2 separate regions of the Ovis aries genome follow, and region 1 is linked to region 2. The links are chromatin contacts, called in public Hi-C maps. All regions are on one chromosome and are shown on one strand. Each heading gives the region's core, a stretch centred on a gene start, on an enhancer-like site or on the middle of the called end of the contact. The rest is flanking DNA. Distances are from core to core; before and after follow the strand shown.

Region 1 (2,713 bases), core at 194-2,693, 120 kb after region 2:
ATTTCCTCCGGAGAAGGCAATGGCACCCCACTCTAGTACTCTCGCCTGGAAAATCCCATGGACAGAGGAGCCTGGTGGGCTGCCGTCCATGGGGTCGCTAAGAGTCAGACACGACTGAGCGACTATCCATGTAGTCAAAGCTACGAATGTGAGAACTGTACCATAAAGAAAGCTGAGCGCCGAAGAATTGAGGCCAGTGCTGGAGAAGACTCACTTTCATGCACTGGAGAAGGAAATGGCAACCCACTCCAGTGTTCTTGCCTGGAGAATCCCAGGGACGGGCAAGCCTGGTGGGCTGCCGTCTGTGGGGTGGCACAGAGCTGGATACGACTGAAGCGACTTAGCGGCAGCAGCAGATTGCCTCAGTTTTTACCTGCTGTTCTTTTTCTGTTCCAGAATCGCATCCAGGTGCCATCTTATCTTTAGTTGTCACGTCTCCCAGCTCCTCTTGACTATGACAGTTTCTCAGACTTTTCTTGTTTGTAATGACCTTCGCAGTTTTGGGTACTCCTGGCCCGGTATTTGTAGGATGCCCTCTACTGGGATTTGTCTGCTGTCTTTTTTCTCAAGATTAGACGGGGGTCACAGGGTAATGGGGAGGCAGATCACAGAGGTAAATTGCCATTCATCATGTATGTCAAGGGTAGGTACTATCATTGTGATTTATCAGTGTTGATATTGACCTCAGTCATCTGGCTGTGGTCATGTTTGTTGAGTTTCTCCACTACTGTTACTTTCCATTCCTCTTTCTTTGACAGCAAATCAGTAATGCACAGCCTACGCTATGGGACATCGCTTAGCTGGCAAAGGTCCATGTAGTCAAAGCTACAAATGTGAGAATTGTGCCATAAAGAAAGCTGAGCGCCAAAGAACTGAGGCCAGTGCTGGAGAAGACTCTTGAGAATCCCTTGAACTGAAAGGAGATCAAACCAGTCAATCCTGAGGGAAATCAACTCTGCGTATGCACTGGAAGGACTGATGCTGAAGCTGAAGTTCCAGTGCTTTGGCCACCCGATGCGAAGAGCTGACTCATTGGAACAGACCCTGATGCTGGGAAAGATTGAGGGCAGGAGAAGAAGAGGGTGACAGAGGATGAGATGGTTGGATGGCATCACCGACTCAATGGACATGAGTTTGAGTAAACTCCGGGAGTTGGTGATGGACAGGGAGGCCTGGTGTGCTGCAGTCCGTGGGGTCACAAGGAGTCGGACGCAACTTAATGACTGAAAGACAGCACTATGGGAATAAAACTCCCACTTTTAGAGTGAAATGTCTCCTTAATTTATCTGGAATTCTTCTGCACAGAAGACTGATCAAATGCTTTTGTTTGTAAACCTTTTGCTCCTGCCACCCACCAAATCATGACGATTAACCTGTTTGGTAGTGGCCATCGCCCTGTGTTTTCCAGACTAGAACCATAATGGGGTCTAGGGAGACCTCTTGTGGTTAAAGTGAGGCATAACAGTCAGCTACAGGTTCTCACTATGCTTCCAACTTTCCCCGGGTTATCCTGCTGCTGCTGCTGCTGCTGCTGCTGCTGCTGCTGCTGCTGTGGGTCTCAATCCAGAGTGATTTTGCCCTCCAGCCCCAGGGGACATTTGGCAATATCTGGAGACGTCTTTGGTTGTCACACTTTTGAGCAGTGATGCTACTGACGTCTGGTAAGAAGAGCCCAGGGATCCTGCTCAACATCTTACAAGGCAGAGGACACACACAGCAAAGAATTACCTGAATCGACATATCAGTAGTGCTGAGGCTGAGAAGACCTGTGGCCAATAGCTGTATGCAAGTGTATAAAGGAGACAACTGTCCTCGAAGGAATAGTTATAATGGGTGTGTGTGGGGGCAAGACCCTGTTTTGTGGAGGGGGAGAAAAAGAAGGACAAATTCTTCAATAAAACCTGGAGCTCAGGACTTCCCTGGTGATCCAGTGACTGACTGCACACTCCCAATGCAGGGATTCTGAGTTTGATCCCTGATCAAAGAGCTAGATCCCACACGCTGCAACTAACAGTTTACATGCCACAACTAAAAAGGATTCTGCACGTCACAGCTAAGACCTGGCACAAATAAATAACTATCTTTTAAAATAAAACAAATTTTTTTTTAAATTTGCAGCTCAACACTATTGATCACAGCAGAGATAGAAGAAGTGGTGAAGTGAGTTCTGGATATATGCAGTCTCTTTCTTTTTTTGGAAATATGTGGCTCCTATTTGGGCCAGTCTTGTGCACACGGACCTGACTGTCAAAAGCTCATGCTGTGGAGTTCAGCAGAAGCAAATGGAAACTGGGGAGCTGTTCTGAGCAGAAGAGGAACAAGTAAAGAAAGAAATCGGACTGAAGCTAGTGTACTGAGAAGGGGATTATGTGAGAAGATCGTTCATTTCAGATCATTGTTTTAAAACTGAGAACAATCTTGAGGGAAAAAAATTCAGCCAGTCCAATTAAACAGCCACAATCCATAACTACTTTCAATTATATTTCCTATACATACATGTTTTTATTTGCTGCAGTTGATGAATATGACCATTCATATTCTGCTGTTTTCACCAAATAGTGATGTCTGAAATATTTTTCCATACTCCCAGAGTCTCCATGGGAGTCTATATGATATTCCATAACATAGCGTTCTTCTATTGTTAGGCAATAATATTGCTTCAAATTTTTCTCTTTTCTAACACTGCAACATTGTTTTTCTACAACTGAAGGGT
Region 2 (2,795 bases), core at 255-2,754:
ACTTCCCCAATTTATCTGATATTTGCTTGTTTGATGGTATTTTGCTATTGTTGACAAAAGACCGCATGCCTTGCCAGGATCATGTTAGTGCTTTGAGATTCCAGAATGCAAATTTCTCTGGGTCCAACTTTTCAAAGAGTTGGTCTTTGGGCTAAATATGTCTCACCAACATGTTTTATTTGGCCCACACAATGCTGCTGTTTGTTTTCAAAGCAGGATTAGCTGCCAACATTTAAAATAAGGGGACTTCACATAATAATTCAAATTTCAAGCCTCCCTTTAAAATTTGAAAGATCAGGCAATGCAGGTACACATTTTAGTTAGGGCCATAACCACTTGTGGCTGAGTAGCTGTTCCCTTCTTGGATGGGGTAAGTGCCCTCCAATTACCACAATCCCCACTGCTCCTTATAGCCTGACCCCAGGCTGCTCCCACCCGGGTACTTTATCTACCTGGCCCTTCTGCAACATTTGCATCTAGGATCCTTACTCCAGAGGAGTATCATTGACTACAAAGTTCCATGAATTACAGCACTAGCTATATATTTACTTCCTTTTCCTGGCTTGAAAACAGACTGGTACATCTGAAGACAAAACCGGAAAGAACAGCAATGCTCTTAAGACCATTACCTTCATTCCAACCAGAAGGCAGCGTCATTCTCCCCCCCGCCGCCTTTCCTTTTTCAAACCAGCCTGAAGACAACCTGCTTTCCGTTCAGCTCTTGGGCTCCATCCACCCCCTCCATCTCCTGGAGCTGTTTACCTCAAACCTGGGAGTGTAGTCTCCCCAGTTCCCCGCTTCCTGTCTGCCCTGGAAAACAAACACCTTGGCCCTTTTTTGTTTTTAGAGTTTTACTGCTAATCACTACAGGGAAACAGACAAGAAATAACAATAAGGAGGAAATTACAAAGCTTAAAAAGCACTTACAGTTCTAACAGTCATAATCCTTCTGGAAGGACTCTATTTTTATTCTCTCTTGTTACATTCTCATAGATGAAGGATTGTAAGGGCCTAAAGTGATCGTGAAAGTGAAGTTGCTCAGTCGTGTCCGACTCTTTGTGACCCCATGGACTGTAGCCTACCAGGTTCCACCATCCATGGAATTCTCCAGGCAAGAACACTGGAGTGGGTTGCCATTTCCTTCTCCAGGGGATCTTCCCGACCCAGGGCTTGAACCCGGGTCTCCCACATGGTAGGCATTGTAGGTAGAGGCCTGAAGACTACAGCAAACAGATGGTTTACTTTCCTGACGCTTGAAGGCAGGAGGAGAAGGGGACGACAGAGGATGAGATGGTTGGATGGCATCACTAACTCAATGGACATGAGTTTGAGTAGGCTCTGGGAGTTGGTGATGGACAGGGAGGCCTGGTGTGCTGCAGTCCATGGGGTCGCAAAGAGTCGCACACGACTGAGCGACTGAACTGAACTGAACTGAAACAAACGGTGCTGAAGTATCACCTTGATAGCAGAGGAACCGTTAGGTGGCAGCACAGGGCATATCTTTTCCAGTCTTCCCACAACAGGCTGGCAGATGTGAGGCACCCAGTTGTCTAGGATGGGACAACTGAGCACCATATCAAGGCAAGCCTTTGGGCTGAGATCAGGCAGAGGTTAAGAGCCAGGAGGCGCCCAGGCACGCTGTGCCCTCAAGGAGCCAGGTGTGGAATTCTTATCTCCTGTGCCTTCCCTCGATATGTTGATTAGAATCACACACTTTAAGGAATGGTGAGATTCTTCCTGGCTTCCCAGGTGGCGCTAGTGGTAAAGAACCTGCCTGCCAATGGAGGAGACGTAAGAGACTCGGGTTTGATCCCTGGTTCGGGAAGATCCCCTGGAGGAGGGCACAGCAACCCACTCCAGGATTTGTGCCTGGAGAATCCCATGGACAGAGGAGCCTGGGGGGCTACAGTCCATGGGGTCACAAAGAGTCGGACACGGAAGCAACGTGGCAGCAGCAAGAGTCTTCCAGACCCACGTCTTGATTTTATGACAAGCAAATCGAGGTCTCGAGAGGTTTGACTTGTCCTAGCTGTCTTTGCACTTCCAGTGGTGTCAGCTTATCCTTCTGATCCGTCCCTCTGGTTAAAAAGCATTTATTGAGGTCTACTTAGAAATAAAGACTGATTTTACTCATTTCAAAGGTGAAATGAAAAGGGGCATTTTGCCTCTAACAGAGCAAGACTTTATATAGGAAACAGAGATTTACTGGATACAGGTAAACACAAGTGAGCTTTGTTTCTGCTTCTGCTTACCTAAGCCATCGGGGAGAAAAGTGAGGGCCCTTATTCCAGAAGGGGAGTTGCAGGTCTCAGCACTCTGGGCGGGCTGGTATGTGCTCCCTTCCGTGGGACCAGCCAGTGTAACTGTGACTCTTATCAAGAGTGGCCTAGGGAGACTTCCCTGCCAGTACAGTGGTTAACATTTCACCTTCCAGTGCAGGGGCTGCGGGTTCAATTCCTGGTGGGATAGCTAAGATCCCACATGCCAAAAAACAAAACATTAAACAGAAACAATGTTGTAAAAAATCTAATAAAGACTTTAAAACATGATCCACATTAAAAAAAAAAAAAAGTGGCCTAGGGACTTCCCTGGTGGTCCAGTGGCTAAGATGCCACACTCCCAGGGAAGGGGCCCCAGGTTCAATCCCTGGTCAGGGAACTAGATCCCGCAAGCCACAACTAAGTGTTTGCATCCGGCAGCCCAAAGAGCCGGTGTGCTGCAATAAGACCTAGTGCAGCCAAACTAAGTAAGTAAATACTTTTTTTAAAGGGATTTTGCTTAAATGAAAAAAAAAA

Evidence for each region. A called contact is a pair of places that touch in the nucleus more often than the background predicts.
Region 1: a Hi-C map of hypothalamus shows a contact between it and region 2, with 5 times the contacts expected there. The contact joins two enhancer-like sites. A contact is called at or near these places in 9 of 16 Hi-C or Micro-C datasets (blood, hypothalamus, liver and 3 more).

What each region holds. Positions count from the first base shown.
Region 1 is chr11:9,978,446-9,981,158 of ARS-UI_Ramb_v3.0, reverse strand. No RefSeq gene overlaps it. Among named protein-coding and RNA genes, the nearest start is that of YPEL2, 14 kb to the left of the region's middle. Within about 2 kb of position 1,443, at least 5 of the 54 cell types and tissues checked have an H3K27ac peak or open chromatin away from gene starts, as enhancers often do. A contact at or near this core is called in hypothalamus, where this site is marked.
Region 2 is chr11:10,099,405-10,102,199 of ARS-UI_Ramb_v3.0, reverse strand. No RefSeq gene overlaps it. Among named protein-coding and RNA genes, the nearest start is that of YPEL2, 110 kb to the right of the region's middle. Within about 2 kb of position 1,504, at least 9 of the 54 cell types and tissues checked have an H3K27ac peak or open chromatin away from gene starts, as enhancers often do. A contact at or near this core is called in hypothalamus, where this site is marked.